Linked DNA regions of Sus scrofa: region 1 is linked to region 2. The links are chromatin contacts, called in public HiChIP or PLAC-seq maps. All regions are on one chromosome and are shown on one strand. Each heading gives the region's core, a stretch centred on a gene start, on an enhancer-like site or on the middle of the called end of the contact. The rest is flanking DNA. Distances are from core to core; before and after follow the strand shown.

Region 1 (5,010 bases), core at 473-2,972, 620 kb before region 2:
GAGACAGGATTTCAACGCAGGCATTTTTTCTCTACAGTTGGGGCTCTTAATTGTAAGAGGTCAATAGTTTAAAATAGATTTCTTTCCCAATGCTTTGTTAAATACTGATGAATTTTGAACATTAAAATTGTTTTCTCATCTAGACTATTTATCTAACCCCATAGTTGGTTTCCTTACCTCTAACACTGCTCCTTAAATCTATCCTCCAACTGTAAAACATTTTTTACTGTTAGCACGCTGCCTAATCCTCAATGGCCCTTATGTAGAACAAGGTCAAAGCTACTTAGTATGGTGCACAAGCTTAAGATTTATGAGCCATGATCTAGCCTCCTAACCTCTTCAACCTTTTTCTTCTACTCCCACCCTAGACTTTACAGTCTTAAAGGTCCAACAAAAACTCAACACTTGTAGTGTCCACTACATATTGCCCACTGCTAAAACACTCACACTATGCATTTTCAGAACTCTCTCTTCCTTCTGTTCCTTTTCTTGAAATGCCCCTTCTTTCTTGCATTCCTGCTTCACTTAAGCATCTTTCTAAATTCAAATTTATTCTTCTTCAGGAAACCTTTTCTGAAACCCCAGAGAAGAAGCCCTCCTCCCACAGCAGCTATACCATACCTTATTGATACTACTTGTTTATGAACCAGTAACCCTTAAATATTAAGATCCTTGAAAAGGGATCTTTCTTTTGTCCCCTCCCCTGTGTCCGTGCCTCCATTCACTCGTTACTGGCACAGGGTAACATGTAAAGTTCAGTAAATTAACTTTTCAACTGGACTGGAAATCAAGAAATGTTGAGTTCCAGCCCGTTTTGCTAACTATGTGACTTTAGATACTTTACTCTCTATGCCTACCTTATACATCTATATATAAATAATCTAATTCTAAAGTTCCTTCTGATGAAAATTCTAAATAACTTTTAAAAACTCTACATGTGACAATATCTGTTACTGAAAGATTCTCTATATCAACCATAGAAAATTAACATTAAAAATTAGGTAGCCTGTATAAAAATTGAAAGATGAACTACACCAAGGCTGCTGTTTTTTTTTTTTGTTTTTTTTTTTCCAGTGCTACCTAGAAACATCGAAATCAGCTGTACTGGAGCTAACAAGATTTCTCCTAAGAAAGTACCCTCTACCAGAATGACTACATAGATTAAGGTAACTCCCTGTAACATTATGTAGACACTAAAAAGAAAACAATATGGGAGAAACGCTTAGAATGCTGACGAAAAGTTATAAAGTTCTAATAAACAATTAGATCCTATTTGGTTTTTAAATGATGGTTATATAACGGAGAAGGCAATGTACCATTAAACACATCAGTAACTCCTTTCAAAATATCCTCAAATAAGATTTAGTGAAAAATCACAGGGTCACAATTCAAAAATCCTTGAAGAAGTAATGACAGCGTAGACTCACAAAGCCGGATTTGGGTGAGGATGGTGGAAGTGATTAAAAAAGTGTCATCGTCTCGTCCAATGATTAAGAAGAACGTGTATTAGACCTGTATTGTGAAATCCGCCGTACTGGAGCGTGTACTGGCTAGAAAAACCTCAGGTGAATTATAAAACACAAAGAAAAACCGCCGACATCACCGGGGCTGGCCTCCTTCCGACCGGAGGAAAGGGGAGAGGGCGGGAGTCGATTCTAGGTCCCGCCTAACTTCCCGGTCCCCGGCGCGGCCAGGACCTCGCCTCCGCGCCTGCGCAGAGCTGCCCGGCTCCCCCCGCGGCCCTCGCCTCACCCCCCGCGGCTCCCCGGCTTCCTACGCCGGTGAGAGGCGACGACGTGCGGCGGGGCGAACGGAAGGAGGCTGGCTGCCCTCTGCACCTACTTGGTACTCGATCTCCAGCGAGGCCTTCAGGGGCATGGGCTGGTAGAAACACTCCTTCTGGCCGGCGGGAAGGGTGAACGTGAAGTCGCTGTCCAAGGAGGGCGTGAAGCCGGCCGCCGCGGGCAGCAGCAGAGCGGCCCAGAGGACCCCCGGGAAGGGCAGCCGGATCTTGTCGCCCATGCCTGCCGGGGCGGTCTCGGGCCGGAAGAGGCGTGGGAAGGGTGGGCTAGTGACGCCTGCGCCCCGCTTCGCCTCCCCGGGCTCCTCGTGGGCGGCGGGGAAAGCTGGAGCCTGAAGGAGGTCCGGGAGCCGGCCGCGGTGGAGGCGTGCTCCTCGGACGAGGAAGCGCCGGCCTGGGGAGCGTAGGCGCTGAGGGCGGGGCCAGCAGTCCTTTTCCACACCCTCCTCGGTCTCGGCGCCTCCAGCCCCGCGGGAGCGCGGCCCGCTTGACTCCCAGAAGACCGCAGCCTCCCATGGCTGCCCTCACACCAATGGGCGTCGTGGCGGTAGCTGTGGGAAATGTAGTTCAGGGAGCGAGCTCGGCCTCGCTCGCAGACCACAATTCCCGACAGGCCTCGGGGCCCGCGCGGGGGCGGGGCTGCGGCGGGGCGTCGCCAACGGCTCCCGCGGCGGTTCGAACGCGACGCCGCCGGGGTTCGCTGGTGTCCCGCGTGCAGTGTCGGGGGTTCCACGCTCTGGGTCCGGGAGAGGGGCGAGGTTTCCGAGCGCAGACGGGTGCGCCGGCGTCGGTGGGTCTCCCAACTGCGGCTTGGGTGGCGAGCGGCCTGCCGGAGGGGGTTGTGTTCCTTCCCCTCTGGTCCCCTGAGGCGCTTCTCCTGGGCCTCGCCCTTGCGCTTGAGCTGCTGCTCTGCAGGGTTGTGTTTTAGGTGAAGAGAGATGGAAAAGCAAGCTGTCGAGTTTTCCTCCGCTTGTTCCAGATGAACGAAGGACGCGTTTGTGTCAGATTGAGCGTTCTTGTCACAGCACGGTGCCCTCTCGGGTCACGGCCCCCTTGCAAAACGGGGAAGCCTTTTCGACCCCAGTCTCTGGTTTTACATCCCGGGAGTGAAGTGAACACTTGTGCTTCGGGGCCGTGGGTGTGCGTGGATATAGCCACAAACGCACCGTTATTTGGGCCGAAAGGCGTCAAGGCCTGGAGGTAGCATGATGTGCTTTTCCAAGATAGACTTGAAGGGGGGCAGACGCTTTATTTGAAGACAATAGAGAGCTCAGTCTGAAAACGAAAATATATTTGAACTTCAGACGTTTTCATTGATAACTTCAGAAGGGTTAGAGAATTCTTACATTAAAATGTATACAAGATGTTGGACATAAACCTGACTTAGTTGAAACATAAAATCGAATAGCATTGTAGAATTTGCCCAAATTTTCTTTACCCTTTTTACCTTCACTATCCTGTAGGGAACTAGAGATATTGAAAAGAAAAAGCAGCATGGGGACCTGATCCATTGACTTTTGTTTGGGAGCGTCTGTTTAAGCGGAAGCAAATTTGTGGAAACCAAAGAGGAAAGAGGAGAGAAACATTTTCTCTGCTAAGATTATAATAGCAGTTCATTTAAGTTTCTGCCACAGTTCCCTCTAATAAGGTGAGAGTTTTCTTTTTAATCTTCCTCCCTACATCTCAGAAATTTTGAATGAGGAACAATTTGTCGTATTATTTCAGCTAGGTTAGGGGAAGGAAGGACACTTTGGTGATCATCATTTATTTATTCCCTGAAAATACTGAGTTTGTCTAAGCACCTTAGAGTCCTGCACAAGATAACAGAGGACTCCTAACCTTTTGGAGCTTGAGATGTGGTCAGAATTCTAGAAGGGTGATGAAAGAGATGCTTCAATGACAAAGGTAAATGGGATCTGAAAGAGAAATGTAATTTTAAGATTATGCAAAAAGATGTATAGGAGTAGTAGAGATTATCAAACTTTCATCTTAATTGTATTATTATTAATGATATGTTTTAATACACAATAACTACACGTTAATTATTAACAATAACATGTGGTACTTTATTGCACATTTTATGTGCACAAGTACTTAGTAGGGAATTTCACAACCCTAGAGATAACATCAGTTGAAACAAAAGCTTATCTTTATATGTTTCTATGAGTTAGCCCGCTACATGCCATTTTGATCTCTGGTTGTGATGTGAATATGAGTGTGTGGTTTTTAAATTTTATAGCCATAGAAAATGGGAAAAGGGGGTAACCTTTATCTGGTAATTACCTTTAAGAAAATGTGAATGACTGTAGTGATATCAGTCTTGTCAGATGTATAGAATTTGTAACCTGATTATGTATGTTCTATCAGTTTATATTGGAATTAATGTGTAATAAAATGAAAAGAATTTAATAAGAATAATTTAAAGATCTTTGGACCTGGGTTCAAATCTTGGTTCCACCATTTACACTTTGTGTGACCCTGAACAAGTTATTTGTTTCCTTCTTAGTTTCTTTATCTTTAACATGGAATAAAAATACTTGGTTTACACAAATGTTAGAAAGGTTAAAGGTGCTTAGAAAAGGGCAACTATGATCACTAGACCCGAGCTATAATGAAAAATTGATTCATTGAAATTTTATTGAATTCTCCATTATTGCTTTACACTATAGAGACATTGATTGTTGCTAGGTGTTTGGTTTTACTTTGTTTTAAATTACCATGAAATATTTTGCAACATTTGAAATAGAAAAATGAGTTAAGTTTTATTAGTGTGAGAATATTTTAACTGACACCACAGATTCTTTCAGGCACGGTACAAGAAATTGATTTCTTTTTTTAAGAAATGGAATCTAGTTCATCAGACTATTACAATAAAGACAATGAAGAAGAAAGTTTGCTGGCAAATGTTGCTTCCTTAAGACATGAGCTGAAGATAACAGAATGGAATTTGCAGAGTTTAGGGGAAGAGTTATCTAGGTAAGTAAAATTACGTATAGAATTTTGAGTTATGACTAATTAATGAATGTAAAATGTTTGAATTTCATTATTTTACATTTTGTTTCTGATGTGTCCAGATTAGGAAATAATGTTCTCTAATTTTTTATGTAACTCTTCAGTTTAGGGAAAAGAATAGACGTGTTGGAGAGGCGTTTACATGTTAGGACCTTTACTACATTAGGATTCAGAGTGTAAAATATTTGTATAGGCTA
Region 2 (5,080 bases), core at 687-3,186:
CTTTTCCCTCATCTATTGGTTCTTTGGCTTCTTCATCTGAACTCTCACAATTCCGCTTTGTTATGTGTTTGAGAGGTGAAACGTTTTCCTGTTCTTCCTCATTTATATTAACACTTGGGTGTTTTTGTGCAATTAATGTTTTTCCTGAATTTCCGAAGAAGGGATCCTCATCAAGGTCATTATAAATTTCATTATTATAGAGATTCGGCTTATTGATCTGAGAAAGCGACCTTGCTAGTAAACGACAAGAAGTTCGTCTGGTTTCTGAATCCTTGGAATTCACAGGTGTATCTACGCCTTGCTTTTCATTTCCTGCTACAATCATAGTATCATTCTCCTCAGTTTGTGCCTGTAATCTCCTCTGCATACTCCTTGTTGTCCTCCTCGCTGCAATTCCAGAAAAGGAAGAAACCTCTGAGCATGATGACTCAGCATCAGAAACAGCTTCCATGTATGATTCTTGGCTTGGACCTGTTAGGGACTTAGCCTTGCTTCCTCTGGTTTGTGTAGCTATCACTGTGGGACGCACAATTCTAGAAATACCTGACGCATGAGATTCTGCTTCAGAGACTTCTTCCTCAGTATGAGACTCATTTACTGGAGTTACTTTCGGTCTTTTCCTTACACTGGAAACTGGGGTGCCTGTAACTAAGATCTGCCTTCTCCTGGTTATTCTGAAAATGGGATCCTGGACCTCGGACACAGAAGAACAAGTTGACTCTGCTTCAGAGATCTCTCCATCAGTAGGTTTGTTCATTTCTGGTAATGAGCCTGTAGTTCTGCTCTTCCTCTTCCTGGCTGAAGGAGCTGGACTTTGTTTCTTAGTGGTCTGTGATTCAGCAGTACTTGGGTCATCAGATGGAGACTCCTTCCTGCCTTTTGGATGTGCTTGAATTCTTTTTGCAGAATCCTGTAAGCCAGTGAAAATACACTGTAATTTGGGAAGGGCTGGGACAAGAGCAAAGTGAGTGAGGCACTCCCCTCAGAAGCAGATTTCAAGAGGACACTAAAAAACTCAGCAAGATTAATGCCAAACAGTAATAACCACCAGCACCACGCACAACTAAAAAAACCCAAACAATACCTAAATACTAAATCTGACTCTGCATTTGTAGGCCCTGCCTCTCTAGCATCACCTAAGTCCTGGATCTGACTTTAGGAAACAAAACAACTGAAAAAGAGAAAATTTTTTCCATTCAAAGTCACCTAATGCTAGGTGGACCTACATTCCGACACATACAGGGAAAGAGGGAAGAAAGGGGATTTTAACTCTGATTAAAGATGTGTTTAGGAACACACATCGATGGAATCGGTGGCTGCTCTTACCTTTTCATAGTGAAGTGAATTAATGTAGCCTTCCCTTCATCGCAGCATCAGAAGCTGCGAAAGACCAGCGTCACTGAGTCACCAGGTGACGTCACCGCAGCCCTCCCCACGCCTAAAGGAGGTACTGTGGGGGCACGGCCAGCTTTCTTCCGTGAAAACGGTGCCTTCTCCAATCCAACTAATTAGGCTCACGCTTGGTGGCTTAAACGAATCCTCCTTGGCACGCTGCTAGCAGTAAGGTTAAAAGGCCTGAGCTGTACAGCTGTATTACTGAGCTAAACTACCCAAAGCAAGTTACCCAACCTCTCTATGGAATCAGGCCATGCATTGCCTTCAAGACCTTAGTGAGACCTAAAATGAAGTGCCATGCTCAGCGCCCGGCCCGGTCAGCAGACGCGCGCTGCCAGCTCGGGCCCCTTCGGTCGCTCCTCCCCACGCTTGGCGGGCCCCCTGCGCCGCCCCCCCCCCCCCGAGCACCGCTCTGCGAGGCAGCGAGGAGAAATGAGGGAGCCGTGCGATCTCTTACCTTCGGTTGGGAGCTTTCAGCTGACGTGGCTTGGAGCCCGGCCTGAGGCCGCGCAGACCTGGTGACCACCATCTTCCCGGCGCGCGGCCCCCGCGGCTCCGGCGCCCCGGAAGTGCGTCAGAGGTGCGCCTCGCTCGCGTCTTCCCGCGAGACTCCAGGAACTCGGGGGCAATCTCGTAGCACCTCTGCCCTTCCGACTAGGCTGAGGCGATCGGGGAACCCGGGGATCCCCAAGGACTCGGGACAGACCTTCGTGCGGGCGGTGAAACTCGCGGTGGCTTAGGGCCCTCGTTCCTGTTTGACACGAACGAATTGGAAAATAGCACCTTCTGGCCCACTCCGTCCATCCTCTCATTCGGCAAAGTCTAGGTGTAGCCACGGGCATGGCCGAAGGATACGTTTGCATTATTTATAATACCTTTTTTTTTTTTTTTTAAAGTATACTCTTGTATTACTTGTGAAGTTAAATATAAAAGAAATACAATTTAAAGACTTGGTTGGGGTAAAAGATGTATATGTTAAATACCCAGGAACTCGGAGACTAATTAGGGAGCTATATAATTAAAGGTGAGATGGTGAGTAGGAATTGGGAATAAGCAGAATAAAAGGTTAAGTTGTAGAGCGATTTTAAAAAAAAAGTTTTTGTGGTGATAGGGAAAGAATGATCAGAATCAAGAGAAGGTTTTGTTTTGTTTTGTTTTCCTTTTTTGTCTTTGGTCTTTTTTAGGGCCGCACCCGTGCATATGGAGGTTCCGAGGCTACGGGTGGAATCTGAGCTACACCTGCCGGCCTACACCACAGCTCAGGGCAACGCAGGATCCTTAACTCTCGGGGCGAGGCCAGGGATGGAACCCGAAACCTCATGGTTCCTTTGTCAGATTCATTTCCGCTGCCCCACAAGGGGAACTCCAAGAGAAGCTTTTTTATTTTTCTTTGACGTGAAGGGTGAAAAGCTAGAATATGTTTGAGGGTAATGAAAAGGGATTGAATGGAGTTCCCGTGGTGGCTCAATGGTTAGCGAATCTGACTAGAAACCATGAGATTGAGGGTTCGATCCCTGGCCTCGCTCAGTGGGTTAAGGATCCAGTGGGTTAAGGATCCGGCGTTGCCGTGAGCTGTGGTGTAGGTCGCAGACGCGGCTCGGATCCCGCGTTGCTGTGGCTCTGGTGTAGGCCGGTGGATACAGCTCCGATAAGACCCCTAGCCTGGGAGTGGCCCTAGAAAAGACAAAAAAAAGGGGGGGGGGATTGAAGAAGTAAGTAAACATGTTGGAGGTGAGAAAGAATGAGTGCCTCATAAAATCTTTTTTCCTTTACTTTAGAACAGAAAACTTTTTTTTTTTAAGTTAGAAAGTATAGAATTTTCAGTGGGCACATTGCCATTCAGCTAAATAGTTGCCCTTGGCAGCCAGATATGGCTAAGTTTTGGCTAATTACAGATCGATTAAGTGTTGTTTAGTTCTTTAGGGACATCTTAAAAGAGAGGAGGTCCTCCTTGCCTTCTTTAGCATCATTTCACTCCCTAGGAAGTTGTGTCTCCTGGTTTTCAAGCAGCAGTCTTGTGCCATGAAGATTAGGGCCATGCTTTAAGGTTAGCAGAGCAGTGACAAAAAGACATGGATTCCTGATTTGTTGCACAGCTATCAGTCCTAAATGGCCTAATTTAAAAGATTTTCATCAATAGAAACACCTCTTTTTAAACCACTGTTATTTGGGGGCAGTCTTATGTCCTGCAGGCGAGCCTAATCTGAGCTAAAGAATGGAATAAAAAATTGGGCTGTGGGGATTAGCTACAGAAGAATGCTCTTTCCTTTGAGGCAAGGGGGAAGGGTTGATAGCTGAAGCAGAGAGAATGTAAATGCAGGGAAATTTAAGTGGTGAGGAGAGGATTTGAGGTAGATGCCATCAGTCTCTAAGTAGGTGATTCATCTGCTCAGAAGGATGAAAAAACTTTAGATGGATTTTATGGGGAATTGATAAGGAGCAAAACCAAGGAATTTCAGTACAGCCAGGCAGCGGTGAGATTATATAAGAGAACAGAAGACAGCTAAGAAGAGCAGGTGGAATGGGCAGAGGAAGGAAAGTGAACCATCTGGAGGTGCGTAGTGGGGATGAAAGCAGCAGAGACAACAGCAGCAATCCCAGTAATAGTACTGAGCACCTACTAGACACGGGCAATACCGGGTCCTTAACGTGCCGTGCCACCTGGGAACTTCTTATATATGATAACTTTAACATCAGCAAATGTATGAAATAAGATCACAGGAGAGGGTGTAGGAAATTGGGAGCCTATTAGACAGTGTGCTCTATTTACATACAAGCCCCTTAAACAAAAAACCCCACTTCCAAACATTTACAGTCTAAAAAAGTCAAGAAACAAAATACTAAGATTAAAACATCAGTATATATTCACATGAGAAGACTGAGCTGGCCTGCTGATCAGGGCAAAACCGCCAAGTATTGTTTTTGTTTTCTCTCTACCTCCTCTACCTATTCTCTTCTTAAAGTAGATTTGGGGCAGATATGAAAACAGTAATTATTAATTATTATATAAAGGACATGCTCCCTTCATAGTCTATGTTTTACTAACTAAACCCTTAAAATGTAGGGTTGACTCTGGGAGATTCTCATCTTAACCCAAAGATGAGAGAGTTTCAGTGCACACACCTTCTAAAACTATATTCCATTCATGGTCATTTTGCATATTGTTACATACAAAACCTTACTTTCAAATTCAGTTTGAAGGGTAAGAGGGTCTCCAACGATCTCATCCTCTGGTCTTCAGACCCTTGAGTCTGGGCTGGACCAACTTACGATGAAAAGAACATCGCAAGCGTGGCGAACATGACTTTCAAGGTTAGGTTTTAACAAAAAGGCTGCCTTCCATCTTGGGCTTTCTCACCTGTTCATTCTGTGGGAAACCAGTTACAAGGTGCCCTCTGGTGAGGGCTGTGTGGCAGAAAAGCCCGGGGGCCTCTGGCTTCCAGCCAGCGAGGAATTGAGTCCTGCCGACCACCACACGAGCCACTTTGGAAGCAAACCAAACTCAGCCGAGAGCACAGATGACACTGCAGTTCCAGATGACCCCAAGTGCAACTTTCTGAGAGGCCTAGAGGGGCCCAGGTGCAGCAGGAGCTAATATAGTCACCATTAATTGTGTCTGTTCTAAAATTTCATATAAAGGCAATTATCTGTGTGCTTTTCCCTGCCTAGCTTCTTTCACTCAGCA

The links. HiChIP or PLAC-seq counts read pairs in DNA pulled down with a chosen protein or histone mark.
Region 1: a contact with region 2 is called in an H3K27ac HiChIP or PLAC-seq map of alveolar macrophages. The contact joins the promoter of CCDC18 here to the promoter of DNTTIP2 in region 2. A contact is called at or near these places in 2 of 5 promoter capture datasets (fetal liver and liver) and 1 of 2 datasets of contacts at active chromatin or transcription factors (alveolar macrophages).

What each region holds. Positions count from the first base shown.
Region 1 is chr4:124,007,003-124,012,012 of Sscrofa11.1, reverse strand. It overlaps CCDC18 (coiled-coil domain-containing protein 18), which reads left to right and starts at 1,722. Exons shown (of 32, transcript XM_021090190.1): 1 at 1,722-1,845; 2 at 3,265-3,449; 3 at 4,642-4,777. The coding sequence starts at 4,644. It overlaps TMED5 (transmembrane p24 trafficking protein 5), which reads right to left and starts at 2,188. Exons shown (of 4, transcript NM_001243695.1): 1 at 1,843-2,188. The coding sequence starts at 2,022.
Region 2 is chr4:123,391,627-123,396,706 of Sscrofa11.1, reverse strand. It overlaps DNTTIP2 (deoxynucleotidyltransferase terminal interacting protein 2), which reads right to left and starts at 1,936. Exons shown (of 7, transcript NM_001243674.1): 1 at 1,853-1,936; 2 at 1-910. The coding sequence starts at 1,924.